4 separate regions of the Zea mays genome follow, and all the other regions are linked to region 2. A link is a contact called in public Hi-C data. All regions are on one chromosome and are shown on one strand. The core of a region is the stretch at or near the end of the contact, and the rest is flanking DNA. Distances in the headings are between cores, read along the strand shown.

Region 1 (3,575 bases), core at 797-3,296, 360 kb after region 2:
CAGCCCTAAAGTCTCTCAATTCTTAAAGAAACAACATCTTATCACTGTTACTTTGAGGGCCATAAACACAAGTTAGCCACCAGCAACGATTATGTTCATTGCAGAATTGAATTGAGATGTTGTGTCTGTCAATCCTAGTCAACCCAGTCACACCAAGGTGGCGCTTCCAAGCGACCAGGATGCCACCACTAGCACCACTAGACGGTAGAAAGGAGAACTGGCAGAAGTCCGAACCCAAGGCTGCTAGAATAGTTCTTGTAGAGATGACTACCATTTTAGTTTCCTGGAGACAAACCACATTAGCTTTAGAGGACAAAACCAGATTCCGAACTGAGCTTTGACGATCAGCAGAGTTTAAACCCCTCACATTCCAACATATAATCTTGCCCGGATCCATTACAAACAATTATAGGAAGGCGACCCAAAAAGAAAACAGACACTCCCTATTTCAAACTTCACTCTGCAAACAATGCAAAACAGTACTTTGCACGGCTAAATACATGACCTGCTGGAGATGGTCTAAGAGGGCGTTTGGCACCAAGAGGAAATATGCAGACCAAACAGCTGTGTGGTCCCAATGTGATTTTAGCAAGAGTCATGAAGTAATACACACTATTTGATTAGTTCTACCTGCTGAAAATATGTGAACTGTGTGATTTCCATGCCATCCATCCAAACCTCCCAGCCCAGTCCCCAAGCACCAAGAACCTGTCATGAATAAGAAATTTGTTGGAGTTTACTTAGCCAGATAACATGTGCTGGCGTAAAAAGAAAGAACACCGAAAAGAAGGTAAAAGTTCACCGGACTCTCCCAGTTGTCTTCAACGAAGCGGATGTCATGTTCATGGATGTTAATACCTGTGAGACAAACAACTCGACCAATCACTGACTCCATTTATATATTCATAAAAAATGTGAAAGAGGGAAACATAGAACATCATCATGTACCAATTGGGACTTCCATTAATTAATACCAAAAAGTAAAAATATTCATCACATTAGTCTTCCTTGGTTGTGCAAAGCGTCTAGTAGAACTGAAGGGAAGGCGGATAGTATTATTTAGCAATACCTATTGCTGAAAGGCTGTGCAGAAAGAGATCTTGCGAATTTCCAGGATCAGGCTTCAGAATTACCTATTGATAGGAATGGTTAACTACCTGGAATCAGGTACGGGTAATGGTTTGACCAATCAAATAAAAAAAGAAAGACGAGACAAAAAAGAAGCAAAAACTTGAGTCAACCTGAAACTGAGTATGGCGCTGAAGCCTATTGGGATTGTCCCCATAGCGACTGTCGTCTGGTCTTATACTTGGCTCCACGTAACTTGAGAATCAAAATACATGCAGTACAACAAACAGTTAAAAGAAAAAGGAAAGGTAGCACTGTAGTAGCCTCTGTCAATGTTTTGATAGTTCACAGTTAGGATGAATGATGAGAAGGCAAACTTACGCGACATTCCATGGCTCAGGACCTAAGACCCTAAGAAATGTGAGAGGATTCATTGTGCCCGCTCCAACCTGGATTTGATGCTAGTAAGTGTCGGGTAATAAGTAACAAACAAGGCGGGAGAAGCAAAGCAGCAGGTTACCTCGGTGTTGCTACACTGCATGACGGCGCATCCTACGGAGGCCCAGTACTCCTGTGGAATCGCAATCGGATTTGAAGAGGGGTGGGGTGGGTGGTTAGTCGTGAAATTTGATTCGTGCTGCGAACGAAACGAACCTGGAGGCGCTGGATGGCCTGCTGGAAGGTGAGGACGGAGGAAGCGGAAGAGCCCCGTTGGTTGGCAGCGGACACGGTGGAGGAGGTGGAGGCGTCGCCGTCTGCGGCGGATAGGGGGAGGCGAGGGCGTCGGCATGGGCGGTGGCGAGGAGCACAGAAGCGGATGGAGGCTGGAGGAAGCAAAGCGGAGGGCGCCGTTAGTAGCGGGGTGTGCCGGGAGGCGGCGGTGGGGGAGAGGAGGGGAGGCGGAGGAGCCATCATCAAGGTGGGGAGTGCCTGCCAGGTGGAGGTAGAAGAGGATAAGGGAGGAGGAGACGGACAGGCTGTTGCAGCAGCAGAGGCGGGAAAGAAGAAGATGGTACGTGGAGGCTGGATACGTCTTCCCTCCAGTGAAGACGTACTACAACTTCACTCTCTGTGGCGCATCAATGATAAGAAAAAGAAAAAGAAACCACCGGTCTGCTGGCTAGAGATAGAAAATGAGGATAGAAGTTTCTTCTTTTCATGGAGATGTAAACGAGATTTTTTTCCTCTCCACAGGTACACGAGGATAGGATGAGAAACATTTTCTATCTCTGTTTTCCACGAGGACCCGCTAAATTTATATGTGACGACGTTTTCATCGTATAATAATATAATAGTTAATGATAAAAATAAATAATTACATTATTAAAAGATTACTTATTATATAAATATGTTTATTTTAATGTACACATACTAATTTTTTTACATCTGATAATGTGTATAGGAGACAATGTTTAGGGGAGAGGGATCCGGACAGAGATTTATCCTTGCGAGGAACGGGGATGGAAAAAATATCCCCCACAAGTGTTCGCGGTAAAAAAAATCGTCACGGGAACAAGGATAGAAAGCTAAAACCCGACATGAATTTCCATGGCCATTCCTAGTTGGAGCGCATCATCATCTACTTTGCTCTACTACAATCTATGTACGTATCATCTATTCTATAGAATGTAGCTAAGCTAACCATTCTAATACAGTGATAGATGAAGTACTAAAACTAGCACAGTAGTAGCAGTGACTAGCATTCCATGCAGTGGCGGGTCTAGGATTTAACCATAGGGTATGCGATACAAAAATGCCTTATGCAATTCGGTAAACAATTTTATGATTCGGTAAAACAATATTCGAACTTGATAAAACCATATACAATACGACAACAATTTTTGATATAAATTGTTCAAATGAAATACTATATTATGTACATATATATACCATGTATACTATATACATTATACTGGTTCTGCAGGGTATGCCAGTGCATACCCGGCATACCCCTTGGATTCGCCGCTGATTCCATGCCTGCTGCACCAATTCAGTCTAGGATTCCTTCATTCATTCAGGGGCTGATTGGTTGCCTGTGTGCGCTCGTGCAGGACACGTTGGATACAAGTTTTAGACATGCCGGTGTGTTCGGTTGCTTGAACAAATGTCCGAGCCAGACTACGCTCGTGCAAAGTACCCATCTCATCTAGGCCCGTCAGATACGTCCAGAATCTCCGTTCCTGGAGAGCCAGACTTCCCTCGTTCCGTCCTCTCGCAGCTCTATCCTCGCGTGGAGCTCACACTAAGGTTGTCGCTGCCTCGCCTGGAGCTCGCGCTAGGGCCAGGGTCCTCTCACAGCAGCCTCTGTCCTCACCTGGAGCTCACGCTAGGGTTCCTCTCGCAGTCGTCGCTGCTGAGGTCAGACTCTGCCTTCTCCTCTCACCCTCCAGCTCTCTCCCTTTCCCATCTCCTCTCGCCCTCCAGCTCTCCCTCTCCTGTTTCCTCTCCTCGCTCCGAACACTGGCTCGGGCCGTCCCGATCTGCCCATGCTGGCGCCGCCGCCTCAT
Region 2 (3,113 bases), core at 110-2,609:
GACCTCCAGCCGACGCGAGCCTCGGCAGCGGGGGGGAGGGACAGCAGGCCTCAAGCGCCATGAGGGACTTCGAGGTGGAAGTGGCAGCGCTGCTTAACGGCTTCCTTGTGTGCGTCGGAGTGGGAGGAGGAAGGGGATAGGGCAGGAATGACGCGGTGGAGCTTAGGGAGGGGTGCAGAGCGGGGTTTTGGGGGAAGGGCGGAGATCTCACAACGGATGCGGAGATGGCTGCCACGGCGGAGAGGCGGGCAGGGGCATTGCAAGCGGGGGTGCAGGTGAGGGCGCGTGGGGGGAGGATTTTGGCGCGGCGCTTCGGTAGTCCGTCGTCGATGGAAGGGCGCAGTTAGAGTGACGAAGACTGGGGCGTGCGCAGCGCGTGGGTAGGTCGTCGTCGATGGAAGGGCGTGGTGGAGGAGGATTTCAGCGTGGGAATGAGCACGAGATCTGGGAGGGGAATGGATGAATGAGACCGTTGATGGCGGCGACAAAAGCGCTACCACCATCCGAGAGCGGAGCGGAGGGGAGGATGTCGGGGGGAGGGGGCAGAACCGTGCACCACACCATGTGGACGCCTACACTGTATTCTTAAGAGTAGTACAGATTGTATCCATCTATTCTAGATCCAATGTCCTCCGTTATTCTGTATATTTTGCCAAAAAAAACATTCTCTACCACTGTCCACTATCATTTTTTATCGTGCTGGGAGGGTATTGTTTGCAAAATATAATAAAGGATACTATATCTAAAATGAATGAGTACTATTTTATATATGCACTATGTGCATCAAAATATCATGTTTCCAAAAATATAAGATCGAAGGAGGGATAAGTAAATTGAAGAAGACTAGTGAAGTGTCTGTATGTTGTTACGATTTTTATTTATGTTTAAGTATAGAATATAAAATATAAATATATATATATACGTTCTATTGGTTAGTTAGATTTGAATGTGAGTTTAGAGTTAATCGTCATTGTTCAAATTCTTATTTATACATAATTTTAAAAAATTACTATTTAAATGTGGGGAGTACAATGACGGTGGAGCTAGAAAAACTGATATTTTAATATAGTAGGTAGATTATACATAATTTTAATAATTTTACTATTTAAATATGGGAAGTATAAAAAAACGTAGGGCTAGAAAAACTGGTACTTTAATATAGTAGATAGATGGATAGAGAGAAAGAGATGTGAAAGGAATGATGGCGCGAGGCAGTGGACGTGGGATTTGTTTGGTGCTGGTCGGGTGGGTGGGGTCCACCTTCGCGGGTCCCACACGGTGTGGAGGTGGGGCCGGGGCTAGACAAAGTTAAGGAAGGGGTCGCTGTTCTTCTACGTCTCCTCCCTGCCTCTCTCCACTGCGAGCGAGCCTGCAAGCTGCACCGTACCCTAGCTACTCTCTTCTTCCTCACCTCCATCTCTTTCACTGTTGCCGCCTTTGCCTAATATTCTCACCGCCGCCATAGATTGCAAATCGAGCTCCGATCCATCTGTTTCTAACTCCAGCTAGCTAGCTCACTCTTCTCGGCGGCTCTTGCTTTGTTTTCCCCATATACATACAAGAGGTAGATCAATTAATCCGGTCAGTTCATTTATTAGTTGGATTGGATCGGCAGCGCGCAACCCCGTTCGTCTCCGTTCCCGTTTGCACGGCAGTCGTCCTAGCTTCATTCGCTGGCCTCCCTTTGATCTTCCTCGGTCCCTCCCTCTTTCTCCTCCGATCCCATAGCTTCTCTCTCTGTGTGTGCTAAAAACAGCTAGCTAGGTTAGGGGAGAGGCAGCAGAGACAGGGACAATCTAGAGATTAACAGACAAGATCGATCGGTCGAGCTTGCGCGCATGCACTGAATTGATTCTCAAGCGCGCAGAGATCCATGAACTCTCATGCATGCATGCATGTCATAGCAAGAGGTAGGTATACTCTCTGCAGATCGATGCTACTATAGTTCTCTTCTTACGTAGCTAGGTTGTTGTGTGCTATTTTTCGTATCATTCGATTCTTTTTTTTTTTTGCTCATGGATCAATTAATCTTCTTGTTGTACGTACGTAGGTGTATCATCAATCTCTATCTGTTGTAACATTCTTCTTGGGATCTGAACCAGATAATGACCTAGCTAGCTAGCTGGGGAGAGAATACCCACACATAGATCAGCAAGAGACAGGGAGACCAAAGATAAAAATAGAGGTCCATTCCTGTCTCCACCTGCACCTCTACGTACTATTGCTGCAGCTACTACTAGTAGAGATCTCTGCAAGGTTTTCGTCACATATATCTCTCTGATTTGGGAAAGCAGGTATATATATTCTTCATCTTATGTTACTTTTCATGTTAGATTTGCATATAGATTTTAGCAGATCCGGAACACTAGATCGACATTCCTATCCGAATATGTATATATATGTGATGTTTTTGTTTGAATCTCTGACTACTTGATCGCAGAAGAAAAAGCTATATATAGCAGGAAGTGTGTGTTCTTGCACTAATTCTCTGTCTCTAAATTCAACATCGAATTACAGATAATCTTTACTGCTTCAAAATAATCTACATACACACGGCACTGCTGCAATGATTTTGTCCCCTCGAAATAATTTCAAAAAGGACAGATCAGCTTGCACGATTAATCACTTAAACTACCATGGGTGGCAGTAGAACTTGCAAGTGCAAACAGCATACAGAGTATTTTTGTTTTGGTTCTACTACTATGCCATGTTTCAAAATGAAACCATTTATCTACCATTGTTTACTTGGATCGATCGTAGTCGTCTAATTCAGAGTTTTTTTATTATTTATTTTGGAGAAAAAAAACATATCTTTTATATGACGTGAGTCTGATCGTTTAATCAAGAAAAGTGAATATGAAAGAATCCGTACGTGTGCCTCATTTAGTTTGACAATATATATGGCTGTGTGGCACACACATGCATTTTGTTTTTCAACCTTTTTCCAAGATCCAGTTTTGTTCACACCTCTCTCTCTCTCTCTTTCTTTCTCTGTGTGTACATAAAAATAGCTAGGACCGAGAAAGGCTGAAATTGTACATATATATATATATTACTGCCACGCCACATGCACATAGTGCACTGTGCACATGACTGGCCATGCATGGGATGGT
Region 3 (3,203 bases), core at 420-2,919, 300 kb after region 2:
ACTACAGTTCCCGCCCGAGGCTGGGCTCGGGCGAGGCGAGATCGCGTCCCTTGAGTAGACGAAGCCTTGACCTGAATTGCGCCCATCAGTCTCTGCAGTTTGTGCTGATGGTGATTACCAGCCGAGTTTAGGAGTGTTGGGGGTACCCCTAATTATGATACCCGACAAAACTGTAGACTTATCCAAAAAATTTGATGGTTTAAACTATGTCCTATATACCAGTTTAATATGTTCAACATGTTGCAGTTCTTGTCAGATCACGAAGATTAACCTGTTCAAGGTGATCCAATCCCCTTAGCCCTATCCTTTGTCTTATTAGTCCATACTTCTATACAATGTGTTGTTTCAGTTCTGTGTCTCTATCCTTAACTTCTGTGTCTATGGTAAAGTACTCCCATATAATGCCATTCTTAGTTGCGGTAAATTGTTGAATTAGGAAGAAAATGTGTTGTGTCACATTTGTCTATCTTCACACTTTTGTGAATCGATTTAAGGGTGTCACTATTTTTTCCCAATTCATTTATCAGTCTGCTATACAGATCCATGATCTCCCTTTATTTTAATTGTGAGTCAACCATGTCTATCTTCACACTTTTGTGAATTGATTTAAGGGTGTCACTGTTTTTCCCAATTCATCTATCAGGTTGCTACACAAATTTCTGGCCTCTCTTTATTTTAATTGTGAATTGATTTAAGAATAAGTTACATTCCTCATCCTTTTTAACATAATTCTCTCAGTCACCTTGTTGATTTTTCCTGCTACTGTCCTCACATTTTGCTCGACCTTTCACTTCCCATTATTAAGGAAAGCTCTTCACTGGCTTGATCTATCGAATGAAGCAGCCAAAAATCGTGCTACTGATTTTTGTTTCCGGCAAGATTATTCTGACAAGAGCTAAGGTTAGCATCTATTTCTTGAGCATTATCGTACATCTCATTTTTTTCTGATCGCGTTAGAGTATATCCAACTTTTTTCTCTTTCCAGGTGAGAGATGAGACGTTGTTTTTAAAATTATCTATTGAGTCCTCATAAAGTTCATAAAAGTCCGACAATGCTAAGTACATGGTAATTGCTAATGGGCATGACTAATTAGGGTATGTTGTTCAAGTATGTGCCCAGTTGTTGTTGTTGTTCCTCTTTTATCGTTTTGTTTCCTAATTTCGACGATACCATTACCTGGATGCTCACGAGACTTATATGATAATACTATCCTTCTATAGAATCAATGTGTTGATTAATATTCGCTACATATTTATCATCGTTTATTTTTTATCAATGACAAAGCACATGTACAATCTTATATACCTTTTAAGATATGTAAACGTCCACTTTTGATGATAATAATAAAAGTATAGAATAACATATAATATTTTTGCATATCAATGTATTTTATTACTATTTAAATTGCACATAAATTTCATGTCATTAGTGTTAATTTGTGAGATATAGGGTTGATAATCTATATGTTGTTCGTTTTATATAATTTTGTGTATTAATATTTATCAAATAATTTATACGCTGTCACAACGTACGGGTATTGAATTATGTGACGATGTGTTAAAAAAACATTAGAAAAAAAGAGAAAAATGATAGTATGAACTTTTATTTGGTGGCCCATCTCCCCCATCTAATTAATTCAGCGTAAGCCCAAGTTCCACCAGACCCACACGTTTCTTTACCCAGCGAAGGCACTGCATCTCCCATCTTCGTCTTCCACGCAGCGCCGGCGCTCCATCTTCCGCAGGCGACGGCGGCGGTGCTCAGGCGCGGGCTCTTAGCCGCGGCGGCGGTGCTCAGGCTCGGGCTCGTAGAGGCGGCGTCAGCGTCTTCCCCTCCCGCCTCTCATCAGTCACCTCGCGCCTTCGCCTCCGGTCCTCCGCACACCGGCCGGTGTTCTGCGTGCGTGCTTCTCTCTCTCCTCCCGCCTCCGGTGGATCGTCAACGGCGCCCGACCCCTCAGGCTGCGCCGCGCGCGGCCTGAGGGCAGCGGGAGCCAGCAGCCGCTGCTCCAACAAAGGGGTTGCGCCGCTTTGGGAGCGCTTATGCCCCAAAGCGAAGCGTTACACGTCCTCTTAGCGCTTCAGCTTGCTGAAGCGTGCGCTTAGTGCCGCTTTTTGGAACCTGGCAGTAACTATGTGGACGAACATTTTCAAAATAGTAAGTCAGACCTTACTCCTGCCCCTCTCCCCACTCTTTGTTATATTCTCTCACTATCTGATGTGGCTCCATTTGTGCAGCACCAAAACTTGGCAATTTGTTCCATTTTGGAATATGCTTGCTTTAAGTTTTTTATTTGATTGTAGCTTCTCGCTAAGTGATTCACATCATCTGGTTCTCAGCCATTTCAAGTTGATATTCTTTCCAATTTGAGCAACATAATGCATTTCTTAATGTCATTGTTATTATATGACAATTATCCGAAGCAATAGTTCCTTTGTAAGTACCGCAAATATGCTGTGATGAAAAAACAATCTCTAAAGAAGCATCTCGAGACCTCGAAGAGAAAGAAATGCCATGAATTTGTGACCAGAGCATTTTTACAACTCAGGCCAACACATTTTACATTGTCAAACCCAGAAGTTGCAACTCATTTTTTTGTTTGGGCCATTCAGCAAATTTGACTACCCAGGCTTTCATATCATGACTGGCATACCTCTTCAAACCATCTAGATTCTCATTGTTATATTTTTCCCTAACAGGGGGAGCTCCAAACAGTTTCTTGGTTTCAGTTTCTTCCTATCGAACCCGATGCAAGTGCAGCGTCTGAGAAAAGGTGCTGTATATGCTTCTTTGATGGCCTTTTGTGCTTTATCTTAGTTGTCTTTGGGCATTCGTTATTTATGTTTGGAATCATTTGCTTGTTTTGTGTATACACGTTCTTATTTCAGTTCAAAGGTCGAGCAGAAAGATGCTCTTAATAGCATTGTGCTTTCGGCTTATCTTCACTTACAAAGTGAAGGTTTTCTAAGTACTTGGACTAATTCCTTTGTTGGTCCATGGGATCCATCTCAAGGAGAGCATAACCCTGGTAATGATCATATGTATTGGCTTCTAAATGTCTATCTATTTTTCTTTCACCTTAAGTTTGGGCTTGGATAATGTATACCACATGGCTTTGCTATAATTACAGATGAGAAGATCAAGCTCTGGCTGTTTCTTCCTGGCTGCCACTCATCGGTATCTGAAATCGCCCAACCTGCTG
Region 4 (3,606 bases), core at 781-3,280, 320 kb after region 2:
TTGCTCTTGGGTATGTTATTTCATCCCCGGAAAGGGAAAGAAAGTTACTATATTCACAGGTTGCCAAAGCCCTAAACAGCAGTGCTTCTGTAGATGAAGCATCAGCATCAAATGTCGTTATGCTATCCGGGTTCAGTATACCCAAGCTCGTCTTGCAGATTGTTACTATTGAAACTGTACTGAGAATGGATAAGCCAAACAAGGAGCTTGCTGTTTTGAAGGACATAGCATTCACAGTGTACAACAAGGCACGACGAATCCCACGGGCTGTCTCCACAAGCGATATGTTCCAGTCACCAACTTATTTGGGTAGATCTCAGTCCACAATGATGCATGTTACATCTCCTGCTCCTACTCTTTGGAAGGAATGTTTAGTTCCTCGAATGTCTGGGCCAACTCTCTCTCGAGAAACCGATTTTGATGCATCCATGAGGTCGGCAACATGGGATAACTCATGGCAGCCTGCTCGTTCGGGAGGACTTCTGGACCCAAGTAAGCTGCCTGATTTATGTGCTCAGGATGATAGGAAATATGCCTTTGAGCCACTTTTCATACTAGCAGACCCTGGGTCTGCCGATCTTAATGCTTTAATGGAACCATCAAAATCTGGAGCAGATGCATCTGGCAGCAGGGTATATGGCTCAATTTCAGGAAGTAACTCTGATAGTGGAGTGAGCCCTCTACTCGACGTATCTGAGAGTGACAGTGCAGCAAGTCTTCATTGCTGTTATGGTTGGACTGAGGACTGGCGATGGCTAGTGTGCATTTGGACAGATGCTAGAGGAGAATTATTGGACAGCTTAATATTTCCTTTTGGTGGTATTAGTAGCCGCCAAGACACTAAAGTTCTCCAAAGCCTTTTCATCCAAATTCTACAGCAAGGCTGTCAAATAATGTCGTCTTCACCTGAGGCTAGCAATATGAGACCACGAGATGTCATAATAACTCGTATCGGAGGTTTCCTTGAGCTTGAAATCCAAGGTACTCACTTGTTTTTATCAGGAACTGAGATACCTTCTGTTTCGAGACTAACGCGATGATCTAATATGTTTTGTCCGCAGAATGGCAGAAGGCAATATACTCTTATGGTGGCAATGAAGTGAAGAAGTGGCCTGTGCAGTTACGGCGATCCATACCTGAGGGTATTCCACCTAGTTCAAATGGTCCTACGCTCCAGCAGCAGCAGCAGCAAGACATGGCCTTAATTCAAGATAGAAACATGCCTTCCTCACCAAACCCTCTGTATAGCCCTCATCCAAAATCAAGCTTCATGAAAGGTGCACTTGGACAATCTGGCAACAAAAAACAGATCCTTGTGGAACAAAGTGGAATGGACACTTCAAGGGGATCACTGCACTTAGTTCGTAGCATCAGTTTGGTTGCAGTTTCCCAAGATCATTCGTTGCATCTCACATGCCAAGCAGATCTACTGAGCAGACCTGCTTCAGCTGGTAAGCACCTAGACCAACACAGATTAAAAATTCATTTCAATGTTTTTCAAGGAGATCAATGGTAAAAGATATTAAACTTGGAACACTTTTTACAGGCGAAGGGAGTCAAGGCAGCAGTGGCCCTTGGAGTTACCTGGAAGGTTTCACTCCAGTGAAGTCCATTGGGTCAATGTCAGCGTCACACTCGTACCTTCTAGTTCCTTCGCCAAGTATGAGATACCTCTCTCCTGCAACATTACAGCTCCCGACATGCCTCACATCGGAGTCACCGCCGCTTGCCCATCTACTGCACAGCAAAGGGACTGCGATTCCTTTAGCGATGGGCTATGTCGTCTCGAAAGCCGTCCCACCTGTTAGGAGGGACTCTGCACAACTCACCAAGGATGAACAGCCCTCTGTTCTCTCAGTCAGCATCATCGATCACTATGGAGGCAGCAGTGGGACTGTTCAAGAGAAGATGAGCCGAGGCGGCGGCGGCGGCAGCAAACAGGCAAGGAACTTGAGTCAGGAGACAACAGGTCGTGAGTGTGAGATGGAGATGCATAGTGTGCTGGAAGCTGTGGCCGCGGAGCTTCACTCTCTGTCTTGGTTGACAGTAAGCCCGGTGTACACAGAAAGGCGCACAGCACTGCCCTTTCACTGTGACATGGTCCTAAGGATGCGGCGGCTTCTACACTACGCAGATAAGTATCTATCTGAACCTAAGGGAGAGACAACTCACTAATTGTCATGTACAATTAATATCTAGCTAGGTAGGTATGTGAGGGCACATTTGACGAGCTTTGTAGACTGATTTTGCAATAACCCTGATAACTTACAGGTGGATGCTGTAACCTTTTTCTCTTTTTTTAGGTCTGTATTGTTTGTCGACACAAGATTTGAGATATGATTCCGTTTGTTGACTGTATTAATCAGAATTACAAGTACAGCGTTTACTGGGATTGCCGTGCCCTACTGCGACGACGTTTTTTTTTCCTTTAATCAGAAATACTTGTAAAATCAAAATCATCTCTCCGCTACGGCTATTGCTCACACCCCCTGGCTGGAATAGGCAGCTTAAAACCCAGGTAAAACTGACAGGTCCGCAATCCCCTTGGGCAAACTCTCAATCTTCCTCAGCAACGTTAGCCGGTTGTTGCGAACTCTCTCGTCTTCCTGCGCATAATATACACCATCATCACTCTCACTCATCAGCACAAGTTAAGTTTTTCAAGGGCCTCACAAAACTCACCGCCATCACGAAGACACTATTGAAGAAATCTTCTAGGGGTTGTATCAGGATAAGAGAAGCATCCACAAAGGTCTTAATATCAACACCTACAGAATGGGTAGTTGGAGGAATCAGACAAATGAACATTTAAATTGAAATGAAAAATGGATATGAAAAACATGTACCAGGATGGATCTTATCAGCAACCTCCAAGTAGGCGCTCCACAAAACTTTCTCTTCATCTTTCTCAAATACGTGTGGGTCAACCTACACATAAAATCAGAGGCAGGAGAGAAATACCGCATAGTCAAGACTGGTGATGGGGTAGTTGCGAGTCAAAAACTTCACCATAATTTGAACTGAAATCACAGTTTATGAATTATGATGGTACATGTTTAAAACAGTACCTCCAAAGCAGACTCAATTTCTTTTCCACGGATGATCCTTGTTGGCCTTGAATACGCTTCAACGATTTTTTGAAATGTTTCTGTTCTCGAAAATGCTTCCATCTGCAAGTGTCCGCACAAACAAAAACTATTTGTATTTTGTAGAATCTTTGGGGACGGATAGGTGTGTGGGGCACATAACATCTTACTTCGGTCGCTGTTTGTGCTGCTAGATAAGGGCAGTTTGCACGCTCCATAAGCACTGATCGGACTATCTCGCAGTTAATTCCCTCATCCACCTGATGGCAATGACAAGAAGAAATGCCACTTTCAAAAGGGCAATGGATTCCATCGACCAGTTTGATGACATGGAGCAAAATGAGTTCTAAATGAAATGCAGATGTATCCGTTCCGGCGCTGGGTCTGCCCCATAACAGTTGGAGAAATAATGATAACCATCCCAACAATTTTTTTTTGTTTCCATGAAAAATATACCAGTGTGTGTACCACTGTATCTCTATCCCTAGCTAACACCCACAATGAAAAACCTAATATGTGT

The links. Hi-C and Micro-C count contacts between places; a contact is called where the count stands out from the background.
Region 1: a Hi-C map of leaf shows a contact between it and region 2, with 2.9 times the contacts expected there. The contact joins the promoter of LOC103638191 here to the promoter of LOC100281519 in region 2. A contact is called at or near these places in 2 of 25 Hi-C or Micro-C datasets (leaf and tassel).
Region 3: a contact with region 2 is called in a Hi-C map of endosperm, with 4 times the contacts expected there. The contact joins the promoter of LOC100279985 here to the promoter of LOC100281519 in region 2. A contact is called at or near these places in 9 of 25 Hi-C or Micro-C datasets (bundle sheath, ear, endosperm and 4 more) and 1 of 3 datasets of contacts at active chromatin or transcription factors (seedling).
Region 4: a contact with region 2 is called in a Hi-C map of leaf, with 4 times the contacts expected there. The contact joins the enhancer-like site here to the promoter of LOC100281519 in region 2. A contact is called at or near these places in 3 of 25 Hi-C or Micro-C datasets (bundle sheath, leaf and root tip).

Annotation. Positions count from the first base shown.
Region 1 is chr9:30,437,322-30,440,896 of Zm-B73-REFERENCE-NAM-5.0, forward strand. LOC103638191 (glycine--tRNA ligase, chloroplastic/mitochondrial 2) reads right to left here and starts at 2,047. Exons shown (of 37, transcript XM_008661180.4): 1 at 1,723-2,047; 2 at 1,589-1,639; 3 at 1,450-1,517; 4 at 1,242-1,323; 5 at 1,070-1,133; 6 at 803-858; 7 at 631-708. The coding sequence starts at 1,983.
Region 2 is chr9:30,079,431-30,082,543 of Zm-B73-REFERENCE-NAM-5.0, forward strand. LOC100281519 reads left to right here and starts at 1,360. Exons shown (of 5, transcript NM_001154437.2): 1 at 1,360-1,910; 2 at 2,103-2,294.
Region 3 is chr9:30,374,310-30,377,512 of Zm-B73-REFERENCE-NAM-5.0, forward strand. LOC100279985 reads left to right here and starts at 1,670. Exons shown (of 23, transcript NM_001367120.1): 1 at 1,670-2,158; 2 at 2,701-2,774; 3 at 2,890-3,029; 4 at 3,132-3,203. The coding sequence starts at 2,135.
Region 4 is chr9:30,394,626-30,398,231 of Zm-B73-REFERENCE-NAM-5.0, forward strand. LOC100279985 reads left to right here. Exons shown (of 23, transcript NM_001367120.1): 21 at 1-981; 22 at 1,062-1,451; 23 at 1,547-2,276. The coding sequence ends at 2,175. It overlaps LOC103638191 (glycine--tRNA ligase, chloroplastic/mitochondrial 2), which reads right to left. Exons shown (of 37, transcript XM_008661180.4): 32 at 3,257-3,346; 33 at 3,069-3,170; 34 at 2,847-2,928; 35 at 2,683-2,768; 36 at 1,585-2,606; 37 at 1-1,459. The coding sequence ends at 2,508. Among protein-coding and RNA genes, the nearest start is that of LOC100279985, 20 kb to the left of the region's middle. Within about 2 kb of position 2,031, at least 15 of the 20 cell types and tissues checked have an H3K27ac peak or open chromatin away from gene starts, as enhancers often do. A contact at or near this core is called in bundle sheath, leaf and root tip, where this site is marked.